Linked DNA regions of Sus scrofa: regions 1 and 2 are each linked to region 3. A link is a contact called in public HiChIP or PLAC-seq data. All regions are on one chromosome and are shown on one strand. The core of a region is the stretch at or near the end of the contact, and the rest is flanking DNA. Distances in the headings are between cores, read along the strand shown. Region 1 overlaps GSK3B (glycogen synthase kinase 3 beta). Region 2 overlaps FSTL1 (follistatin-related protein 1). Region 3 has its middle 59 kb from the start of GSK3B.

Region 1 (3,941 bases), core at 446-2,945, 230 kb after region 3:
TGTAGTGGTCATTAGGAATTGGGAAGAGTGGAAATGGGAGTGACTGTTCATGGGTCTAGGGTTTCATTTTGAGGTGATAAACATGTTTTAAAATTATATAGCAGTTGATGGTTGTACACCTCTGTGGATATACTTTTAAAAAATCAGTTGTATGTTTAAAGGGATGCATTTCATGATTATATGAAGTATATCAATTTTTTTTTAAGTCAAAGAATGAGAACATTTACCTACAGGACTTTTGATAAGGTTTTGTTGTTTCTACTGTATTTTAAGCAAGGCAGTAAACTCTGACCATAGTTTTGCACAGGACCCACATCAAGTTAAGTGACAGATGGAGGAGAACACAGACACACAAAGGGGTCCTCCTGCACTAGTTCATCCTCCCAGGCTGAGTAAATCCTTTTCCAAGTTGTTCAATTGTGTTCAAATAACATGACTATTTGGTGCTTTTTCCTTCACTGATGTTCCTAATGGGATTTAAAGATTTGTGCTGCTATTGCTATAGCCTTTTTTTCCTCCCAGGGGAGAGAAGGGTAAGAGGATTTTGCCTTTTGGAAATCAGAAGAAAACCCTGAGGTGGAAACATTGCATACACCCCCTCCCCCCAACACAAAGTTTCCTTATACCAGAACTTCACTCATATATATATATAGGAAAGAGGTAGATAGAAACTGGATAAAACTGCATGTGTTGAGAATTAAGTATTTTAGCTGCCTACATCCAATGGATTTAAAAAAGGAAAACTTGTAAATTATAGGGGTATACAAAAGGGAATACATTTTATATCAATCCTCTGAAGGTAAAAATGTATGGTAATGATTCCATTATCAGTAGAGTACTGATATTTTGAAAAAGAATAACTCAGTGACATGTTTTCTAGTTTTCTAATTAGAGAAATTTGTCAGGTTTATGATATATGCAGTCAACCTGACAGTTATCCAATTTGAATAGATAGTTCTTTTATGCAGAAAAGAAGTGAAGATGTTTAATTATCCAGCCATACTATGTATAATCTCTCTTGGCCTGTGTTGTACAATTTTCATCTACTTACTTTAAAAGTTTTGATTAAATCCATTATGTATAGTCCTGGCCATGTATCCCTTTAGCCTTTCAGGGTGCATCTATATTAACAACATGTTGATTTATTAACCATCTGGGCTAGAACATAAAGAATCTTTGCCCTCAAGTTCAGAAACTCATTGAGAGGAGGAAGGGAAAAACTGAGATCAGTGGAGTAAGGCAGGTATGATCCCAGAAGCCTGAGCAGGGTACAAAGGCAGAAGCATCCTGTTTGGAGGTAGTGCTATCTGAAAAGGCTTCTTAGAAGAGGTAACTCTTCAGCTGAATCTTGAAACATGGAGATGTATTCTATTTAGAGAAAGGAAGGGACTGGAGGACATACATGCTAATTTGGATGAAGATACTTAACGTTGTCAGGTCTGTTGTGTCTTGTCTGTTGTGTAGTGCTTTATGGTTTGAGCCTAAGGTTCTGAATGGTGGGAACAGGGTATAAGTTTACCAGGAGAGAGAAGGCTGGAGCTGTGGGCATTGGCCTAAACATATTAGACTGTAGACAGTTAAAAGTCACTGCAAGATTTCAAGCAGAGGATTAACAGATTTCTAATAGGATCTCATTAACTTGGCATTTGCTTTAAAGGCTACATGTACAACTCTATTGTTGAAGTTTGGCGACCTCTGGTGTTGAGCAAGGCTCAACGCAAGGCTGGGAAAGAAATTGATTTCAATGCTTTTGTCAGATGATTTTTGGCTTTATTTCTTTGAAGACACAAATCATAATTCCTGGCTTGTTATTATTTGTGTCTAGCTAAATTTGCAACTAGGTGAATGAAAAAATATTAAACATGATGGGATTGGGTACAGATTAAAAGGGATGAACAGCATCCCCAAAATCTTATGCCATGAATCTCTGGTTGAGTCTTTCTGCCTCGGTGATGTTTTAGGATTACGATGATGCACTTGACAAGTGCTTTTTTGCAATAAATGGAAAGATCTTATTCTAATAACAGATAACTGAGAGTGCATACTCTTCCCAATAGTGTGATAATTTTGAAAATCCCCCCTTTTATTCAGTGAAATATCATACTTTAAAAAATGTGCATATAACATTATGTGCATTTTCTTTTCCTTTAAGTCATGGAGGGACTCCGTTTTTAGGAAATTCATAAATAATTACTATTTTTAAGTGTATCTTTAAAAGTTTGGGTGAAAAATTGCTTTTCTATCTCTTAAAATTCAGGGAAGCCCTAAGACTTGTTTTGTGTCTGAATAATAAAATCCATGTCAAACATACTTTTTAAAAATCTGTAAAATGTAAAGCTTAAGTATATGATTTCAGAGTTTCCAAATATAAATCAGCTGAAATAAATCAGCTGATAGAGAAATTTTCTCAAAACCTAATAGAAACAACATAAAACTAAGATAAACTCAGAAGTGGCAATCAAATAGTTGATTTATTGAAATGCTTTATTTTTGTTGTATTGCTTGTAGATGTTGATGCATTCAGAATCTTAGGTTTTCATAAACAGTCTCTTGTTTGCCTTTCAGCCTGTAATGTTGCCACCTATCCACTTCTCATCCTTATTCTCTCAGATTAGTTATCCAAATCATGCTGTTTTCCACTTCATACCTAGAGCAGATAAAATGTGCATCTGACTCATTTGCTTCCTATATTCCTTAAGTAAAATAACCTCTTATCTCTCCCTCCAGAATCCTTTCTTGAATCTCTTCCTTACTCCAGTGGATTGTAGCACTTCACCTCGCACATCATCTGTGTTCATTTTGGTGTATTGATCTTCATTATAGTTGATTTATAATGTACAGGTCTCTCTGCCCTAGAGCTCTGTGAAAGTAGGACCTCAATAAAAGTGTTTTAGGGAGTTCCCTGGTGGCCTGGCAGGTTAAGTGTTGCTGTGGCTTGAGTCATTGCTCTCGTGGGTTTGATCCCTGGCCCAATAACTTGTGCCTGCCTCAGGCGAGGCCAAAAAAAGAATGAAGAAGGATTTAATGTCTCTCAATTATGTCTTACCTTAGCGTTCTTATATTCCTTTGTATCTTAACTCATACCTTTGCTTTCTTAAAGACTACGCATACTGTATATAAAACAATTCTGATTTTAGAATTTAACAGATTGATACTTTTAATGGTAGCCTTAAAATAGCAACAGAATAAGGTTAAACATACCGTTGTATTTAGTGTAGTAATAGCATCACCCAAAAAATGTTCTTGTGTACAGCCTAGGGTAACCAAATGTCCCAGTTTGCCCGGGGCTGAGGGTTTCACCAGGTTAATCCCAGTGGGCTGAGACAGGTGATAATATTGTTCATGTCTCTTTGCAGTCTCCCATCTTCTGTTTCAGGTTATCATTGGTATTTCCGTCACTACAGATTTGTTTTTCCTATTCTAGAATTTCATATGAATGGAGTCATGTAGTATATTTCTTTTGTATCTGGCTTTTTTGTCTCAACGTTATGTTTTTGAGATTCATCCATGTTTTGTTTTTTTAATTTACTTATTCTTTATACTGAGCTGTATTCTATGAATATACCACAATTTGTTTATCCATTCATCTGCATATGGACGTTTGACTTGTTTTTTAGTTTTGACAACTATGAGTAAAGCTTCTTTGTTTGTTTATAGGTATTTTTGCAAACATATGTATATATTTCTCTTCATTAAATAACTAGCACTGAAATTGCTGGTCATATAAGTGTATGTTAACTTTATAAAAAAAAAAAATCAAACTTTTCCAAAGCAGTTACACTACTTTTCACTCCCACCAGCAGTGTATGAGAATTCTAGCATTTTACATTATCATCAATACATTGTATTCATAATAATTTTAAATTTAGTCTTAAAATTGTTTTTATCTTTAGAAAATGTCTCCCTTTATTTTTGTTTAATTTCCTTGTCCTAAATTCTAC
Region 2 (3,947 bases), core at 431-2,930, 200 kb before region 3:
GCAGTACATCTCATGTAACCCTCACACAGCCCTCACGGGGATTAACATTCCCATTTTACACACTGGAAACTGAGGTTTAAGGAGAGTCTTTGCCCGCAACCATGGCAAGTAAGTGGGAGATATGAAAATAAATCAAATTTAAAGGATTAGTTTTCCCTTTGGTTGAATAGAATCCTACCTCTGCCACTCCCTACTTACTAAGGCTGTTCCCTCCTCCATTAAATGGGGATAGTTATGATGTCTAATTTATGGTGTTGTTGTGAAGCTTAAATAAGATCATGTATAATGAAAACCACTTAGGAAGGTGCCAGGTATTTATAAATGGGAGCTTAGTCATCTATTGTCTGAAGATCTGGGTGGGACTCCTAGCTCCTCATTTTTAGCTATGAAACTTGGGCAAGTTACTCAAACTTCCTATTTTAAGTTTCCTCACTAAGGAGTTCCCGTCGTGGCGCAGCGGAAATGAATCCAACTAGGAACCATGAGGTTGCAGGTTCAACCCCTGGCCTTGCTCAGTGGGTTAAGGATCTGGCATTGCCTTGAGCTGTGGGGTAGGTCGCAGACATGGCTCAGATCTGGTGTTGCTGTGGCTGTGGCATAGGCTGGCAGTGCAGCTCTTATTAGACCCCTAGCCTGGGAACCTCTATGTGCCGTGGGTGCAGCCCTAAAAAAGACAAAAAAGAGGAAAAAAAAGTTTCCTCATCTATAAAATGTAGTTAATATGCATGTTTTTGCAGGGTTATCCACAATAAGAGGAAAGTGTATGTGTGAAAACATTCTGCAAGTTTTAATAGTGCTATCAAATATTAGTCATTGTATTTTAGGTAAAGAGTATTTCTTCAAATGGATTTTTTAGAATTATTTCTAAAAAATGACGAGTTGAATTTGATCTATAAGTAAAAGCTTTTATTATGAATACTCACTAAAAACAAACATAAGATAAAAAGAGGCTCTATAAATGCCACAAGTTATTTATTCTGCAGGAAGTTCTTTAAGCATTAATATGAGTAACACTTCACGGGCAACTTGTTTCATAGTTTATGACACAATTCCAAATATATTATCTCATTTTATCTTGACAAGGCAGGGCTAGTATTTACCCCTACTTTACAGATGAGGAAACAGGCTCAGAGCATTAAAGTGCCTTATTATGGACGAAGAGCTAGTAAGTGATAACGGTTTGTGAGTATCTGCTTATGGGGCCATGTGTTGGTGTGTCTTGGAGTGTAGACATGCATACGTCTGAGCATGTTTTTTTATGCAGTAGTGTGTCTTTAACTCATGTGACAGATTCATGAAGGACATGTATTTGTATCTCTCAACATGTTTCATAAAGGGGGAGAGGAGAAAGTCCTAGCTGAGTTGTTCTGTTGGTTTTTTTTTTAACAATGATCAGTGACAGCCTTTTCCTTTTTTCTTCTTTTTCCCCTTCCTTTTCATTTTTAGAGCTGTTTTTCATTCCCAAGCACAGTTTCCAAGAAGGTCTTGCCTGGAGAATATGTGCAATTTTATCTCCACTCCTGGTTTAGGAAACAACAGCTTTCCAGTACCCCCAGCCTTCTGGGAATTACTTCCTCTTTTTTTCTTTTTTTCGCTGCCTGCCAGCTTTATTGAATTCCCCTTAGCAACATCCAAAAAAGAATGGGTTTAGCAACAGCCTGTGAACCAATGAAACGTGAGCATGGCCCGGGTTTCTAGACCAATGGGAGGGAGCTCTGCGTGCCCTTCAAGCTCGCTCGGAGAGAAAATAACCTGGAGTTTGCAAAGCAGCCTCCAGGTGGCAGCAGACCAACTGTATTGGACACAGACCCTCAGATCTCACATCTACTTTGTTTTTTGCTTTCTTTGACCTGTTCTTGGACTCAAAACGTTTGACCACTATAAGGATTTTACAGTTACAAGCTTTTTGGGTATGAGCTTTCTACATGACGTGGTAGACCTCGCCTGAAGGCTGGAATCTTAGATTCTATCCCTGCCCTTACTATGGCCAGTTGCATGACCTTTGTTGGTTCTGTCACAGCCAGTGCTACCTCAGTAGGCACAAGCCTGGAGGTCCCAGGTGACTACCTGCCCAGACAGTCAGGAAAAGGGCTGGAGGAATCACATTCTCTTTCATTCAACTGCCACTCCTGAATGGCAGATGGAGTGGGGCTGGCTTTCTGCCACCATTTAATATGAGGGAAGGACTGTGTCACTGACAGGTTACTGCCTGCAAATGCTCACATTCTTGGTGGCATAGGCTGGGACCATTCCCTGCCTTTTCAGTTTTGCTACATATGTATGAACACAAATGTCTAACCACAAGTGGTTTGAAAACAGTTCTGTTAAGTGATTCAGCCCCCTTGGTTCTCTGAAGCCAGAGGCAGATATGGACAGGGGGCTGAATAGGACCATGTCGAATAATAGCAGATCCGTGTTTCTGATGGTTTAGCCATCCTTCTCTCGCCTTTTGAGATAGCAGAACCCTAGTCAGTGAGACTTTGGTCCTTTTGATATGTGTATTTCTCTCAAGCATTTCCACTTCTGCCTGGTTTACTCTTCTCATCCTTTAGGACCTATCTTCAGAAAGTCTCCTTTGATTCTCACCCTCCCACTGTTACACTTACGCATTGCTTTCTGGAAGTCTCTGTTGTGTTTCCACGTGAGGACAGGGACAGTCTTTATATCTCCAGACCTTAGCCTAGTACTGTCCTTTAATGGGTGCTCAGTTAACATTTTTAGAAGAAAGCATGCAAGGAGGAAATTTGCTCTATAAGAAGCACTCTTGGGCACTCAGAAGTAACTGGACCTGAGCAGGAGCAGTGCCAGCAAGATGGATGCTGGCAGTTGGCAACAGCTTCTGGCTGTTCAGGACCCTTCAGCACCATGAGTCTTCACTCCAGACCACAGCCCAAGCCTGAGAGATAATTACCACCATTGGCTTATCCAGAGATGGACTCATCTCAGTGACAGAGTTTCTTTTTGATTTTGTGTTTTAGGAAGAGCCAAGGAGCAAATCCAAGATCTGTGCCAATGTGTTTTGTGGAGCCGGCCGGGAATGTGCAGTCACAGAGAAGGGAGAGCCCACTTGCCTCTGTATTGAGGTAAGTCCTAAGGTCGGAAGCCAGAGGACAGTGGCCAAGGCAGGTGTGGTTACCTTGCTGGAGCTACCAGTCAGCAGTGCCCATGATTTCATTATCTTTATAAAAGCACACCTTGTGTATTTGAAAGAAGTGAAAATTTTATCTCAGAAGGTAAAAATCAGATGTGAATGTAGGGATACTTTTCTTTTTAAACACTACTTACCTTTATAAGATTTTTAAATTACAAAATTAACAGTTGCTTTATATAAGTCGATAGTAGAGACATTTATACAAACATAAAATTAATAATCTTTCCCGTAACCCTCAAATCCCATTGGTCTTAGGTAACTGGTGTTAAGAGTTCAGTATATATTTGTTCTACATGTTCATTTTTTCTATGCAACTATCTAAGATTTCTCCCTATTTTATGTAAAAATGAGATCATAATATAGACAGCTCTAGATATATGCAACTCACATTTTGTACTTATTAATATATCATAACAATGTTCTCTCTAGGTCAGCACATATAGTTTTAACTCCTTTTTTTTTTTTTTTTTTTTGTCTTTTCTAGGGCCTCACCTGTGGCATATGGAGGTTCCCAGACTAGGGGTGTAATCAGAGCTGTAGCTGCCGGCCTATACCACAGCCACAGCAACACCGAATCCTTAATCCACTGAGCTAGGCCAGGGATTGAACCCGCAATCTCATGGTTCCTAGTCAGATTCATTATCCAGTGAGCCATGACGGGAACGCCTTAACTCATTTTTAATAGCTCAATAATAGTCATACAAGAGAACCAGACTTAGGTAATCATTTTCCTATAGATAGACATTTAGGTTGTGTCATGGGTTGTTTACCACTATAAACAATGGCATCCTTGTGC
Region 3 (3,888 bases), core at 632-3,131:
GGGGTCTAATCAGAGCTGTAGTCTCTGGCCTACGCCAGAGCCACAGCAACTCAGGATCCGAGCCGCGTCTGCGACCTACAGCATAGGTCACAGCCACGCCAGATCCCTAACCCCCTGAGCAAGCCAGGGATGGAACCCGCAACCTCATGGTTCCTAGTCAGATTCGTTAACCACTGAGCCACAATGGGAACTCCGACACTGCATTTGAATAAGGGAACACCTTGGGATGTTCAGTTCACTACTGAGGTCACAAAAAGACAGGACATGCCAGTGTCACCACGGACAAGATCTAGGTCAGTGCTTCCCGATCCTTTCCATTCTTTGAGTTACCTTTGCATGTCCTAATATACTAGCAGTCCACATTGGCTTAAAGAATAAGTGCTTGGGAAAAGCCCTGGAAAAGTCTGTAGGTAACTAAGAGAAAAGCAAGAGGGCAGAAAAAAAAGAAGGCAAGGAGGACAAGTCCAAAGAACAGAGGCAGAGAGGGTGGTGTGGTGAAGGAGGGAGGGAGACAAATACAAAAAGCACCTGCTTAGCTTTGTGGACATTGCCTCTCTCCAGTCTGAGCCAAGGGAAGAAGGGCAAGGATACCCTTGCAGAGCCCTTTCTTCATTGTGTACACAACTATTGGTTCATTTCTCTCCTTTCCCCGCTAGACTGAGCTTCTTGAGCCTACAACTTGTTATCATTATCTTGGTGTCTTGAGCACCCAGCACTCTGCCTGGTACATGGGTTGATGCTCAGCAGACATTTGTCAAAAGAAAAAAGAGGAGTGGCCTGGCCAGAACTGTCTCAAGAGGGACCCCAGAGGGGCTGCTCAAAAGAGCTGAGGTCACCTAGGAAGCAGAGCTTACCTATCTGACCATGGACAATAATGTTGATGGGATTCACTGAAGTTTAAATGCTCTGTGATAGTGCCTGGACCCTTTCTCAAAAGAAGGCATTCTAGGTGGGCTCCCTTCCCCACTAATTCTCCTACTAATTTTCCCCATGCAATTCCAGGGCTTAAAGTCACCCATGTGACTATGTAACTTTTAGCAAGTTGCATAACCTCTTTATGGCTCAGTTTCCCCAACTGTAAATTGGGATAATAACACCTACCTCATGTAGTTAGGAGGGTTCAGTGAATTAATATTAATTATTGGTATGAACTATGCCTGGCCCATGGTAAACAGTATATTAGCACTTATCTTATGAAATTGTTTGGCTTTAGATTTAAAAATCCTCTTCATGTTTTCTTGCCTTATACCAAAATCCCCATTCCTGTGTCCAACTTGTTCTTGATGGAAGGGTCTTCTAAACAGATCTGATAACGTAAGGATGGCCCTTTGGTTTGGCCCACTTCTAGGACAACATAATTTTCTCCCTGAACCCCTTCTAGGTCAGACTCACTTCCTGTGGAGGACACATCTCCTTGCAGGATTCATATCTGGGCAGGCCTAGGGAAAGGTGCAACTGAAAAGTCAGGAAATCTGATTTTTTTTTTTTAGGGTGGAGCCAAAAGACAACTAATTTCCTTTACAGAAATATGATGAACTTTATAACAGAGAAGACAAAATATAGGATGCCTATTATCTGCCACTTGATACTTACCTCGTTTAAGACATAATTACCCCCACAAAGTAGTTATATTTCTGTTTTACAGATGAGGAAACTGTACATCGCAGAGGATAGGTAACTTGCCCAAAGTCATACAACTGGTTAGCGGCAGAGCCAGAGTTTGAATTTGATTCCAAAGCCCTTTTTGGACACCTCAATGCTGGTTCTAGAGCATGTGCTACAGGCATGCTACCAGAAGACAGAGGCATTTCAGCCTGACAGGGCAGGCTGAGGTTTTCTTAGGACACCAAGGTTTCCTGAGGAAAAGCAAGCTGGTCTGGTTCTGTAAGCCTATTGCAAAACCCTCTATTGCTGAGTCATTGAACAGTGTCTTGAAGGATGAAAAGGAGCTTTCTAAAGCTACCTGGTCACTCCTGCCCTCTTCAGGAAGTTCAGTGCCAAACATACATGATATTGAAAACAAGCAAGTCCCTTGTTTTGGGGGGGGTTGATTTTTTTGTTGTTTTTTTGTTTTTTCGCTTTTTAGGGCCACTCCTGCGCCATATGGAAGTTCCCAGGCTAGGGGTGGAATGGGAGCTGCAGCTACCACCCTACACCACAGCCACAGCAACACCAGATCTGGGCCATGTCTGCGACCTGCTCCATAGCTCATAGCAACACTGGATCCTTAACCCACTGAGTGAGACCAGGGATCAAACCCACATACTCATGGATACTCATCAGATTCGTTACATTGAGCCACAACAGGAACTCCAAATCAAGTCCCTTGTTTAGAAAGACCCAAACTAGAGCTCCCTGGTGGTGCTGTGTGGCTAAGGCATTGTCACTGCTGTGGCTTGGGTCACCGGTACAGCTTTGATTTGATCCCTGGTCTCAGAACTTATGGATGCCGAAGGCATGGCCCCCCTCCCTTCCCCGCAAAAAAAGGACCAAGCCCAGTCCTCTGATCTGAAATTTCTTCTCAAGTGGCACGCCCTTGAAGTGGCACAAAAAGATGATGTTGCACAAGGGTCCCAGAAGACACTATGATGACTAGAAGCAGTGCAGACCTTGGGGCTCCTGCCGAGACTGGGGGGAGGGCCATGGAATCGCTTCAACCCAAGTTTCCACTTTGCTGAAAAACTTTCATTGCTCCCACTTCCCACAGGATGCACTCTCACCTTGGTTTCGGGCTGGAGGCCCTCCCTCATGAAGCTCTACCGTCCCTCATTCTCAACTTGCCTAAAACTCCCCACCTGGCTCCTACTGAATAGGCTTACTATAGCTTAAGCAGGGCGTGCCAGTGCACACTTCAGGCTCTCACTTTTGTTTGCAGCAGCAGCTCTTCTCTTCTTCCTTCTAACTATACCAGCTTGAAGTGACCTTGCTTTCTTCTGACTAGTTCCAAATAGTTTGAGAAAAAAAAATTTTTTTTTTAGGGCCACACCCACAGCATGTGGAAGTTCCCAGGCTAGGGGGCGAATTGGAGCTACAGCTGCCAGCCACAGCCACAGCCACAGCCACAGCCACAGCCACAGCAACGAAGATCCAGGCCATATCTGCAACCTACACCACAGCTCAGGCAACGCTAGATCCTTAACCCACTGAGCAAGGCCAGGGATCAAACCCACATCTTCATGGATACTAGTCGGATTTGTTTCTGTTGCACCACAACAGAAACTCCCAGGTCTCAGAATTTATTATCTTGGGCTGTTATATAAGTTCTTTATTGTTAACTTCCCACATGCTCATTTCTTGCCTCTCCAACTAGAGGATCAGGAACTGGAGGTCAAAAGCCATGTCTAATTCATCATTGCATGTCCACAGTATCTTGCGTAGTGCCTGCTGCCTCGGAGATCTCAACATTTCTAGGTTTATTTTGAAGACTGACCAACTCTCTGTTTGTTCCCACCTTTCTGTTGTACCAAGTGGCTCTTGAGCAAACAAAAAGGAATTTGGCAGCATTTTTCTTTCAGGCTGTAATTTAAGTTGAGCATTTCAGAGGATTTCTGCTGTCTCATGGGTTGAGAGTCCACTCTATGCAAGGCATTATGATAGGGCTGTAGAGATTAAATGCTGGAAGAAATTAAGCTAACAGGACCCAAGTAGTAAGACCCCCTAAAAGCCTGGATCCAATTTCCCCAACATCCTCAAAACAAACAAATAAAAATCAGCAGTGATGAAAACCACTCCTCTGGATGGTTCCCATCTATGAAACCTACAGGAAGCTGAAGGGTCCTAAAAAAAAGGGAGACCAGGTTGCTTCTGCTGTTGTTGCTACTGCTCCCAGCATAAAATACAGGAAAGAATCAGAAACAGGATACAGGCCTGTCAACACATTCTTCTAAT

Evidence for each region. HiChIP or PLAC-seq counts read pairs in DNA pulled down with a chosen protein or histone mark.
Region 1: a contact with region 3 is called in an H3K27ac HiChIP or PLAC-seq map of alveolar macrophages. The contact joins two enhancer-like sites. A contact is called at or near these places in 3 of 47 Hi-C or Micro-C datasets (embryonic fibroblasts, liver and skeletal muscle) and 1 of 2 datasets of contacts at active chromatin or transcription factors (alveolar macrophages).
Region 2: an H3K27ac HiChIP or PLAC-seq map of alveolar macrophages shows a contact between it and region 3. The contact joins two enhancer-like sites. A contact is called at or near these places in 3 of 47 Hi-C or Micro-C datasets (embryonic fibroblasts, heart right ventricle and liver) and 1 of 2 datasets of contacts at active chromatin or transcription factors (alveolar macrophages).

The regions. Positions count from the first base shown.
Region 1 is chr13:140,303,541-140,307,481 of Sscrofa11.1, forward strand. The region is part of intron 7 of GSK3B (glycogen synthase kinase 3 beta); the gene reads left to right. Among named protein-coding and RNA genes, the nearest start is that of NR1I2, 100 kb to the right of the region's middle. Within about 2 kb of position 1,696, at least 8 of the 83 cell types and tissues checked have an H3K27ac peak or open chromatin away from gene starts, as enhancers often do. A contact at or near this core is called in alveolar macrophages, where this site is marked.
Region 2 is chr13:139,880,076-139,884,022 of Sscrofa11.1, forward strand. It overlaps FSTL1 (follistatin-related protein 1), which reads left to right. Exons shown (of 11, transcript XM_021070306.1): 3 at 2,979-3,083. Among named protein-coding and RNA genes, the nearest start is that of FSTL1, 35 kb to the left of the region's middle. Within about 2 kb of position 1,681, at least 36 of the 83 cell types and tissues checked have an H3K27ac peak or open chromatin away from gene starts, as enhancers often do. A contact at or near this core is called in alveolar macrophages and embryonic fibroblasts, where this site is marked.
Region 3 is chr13:140,076,275-140,080,162 of Sscrofa11.1, forward strand. No RefSeq gene overlaps it. Among named protein-coding and RNA genes, the nearest start is that of GSK3B, 59 kb to the right of the region's middle. Within about 2 kb of position 1,882, at least 9 of the 83 cell types and tissues checked have an H3K27ac peak or open chromatin away from gene starts, as enhancers often do. A contact at or near this core is called in alveolar macrophages and embryonic fibroblasts, where this site is marked.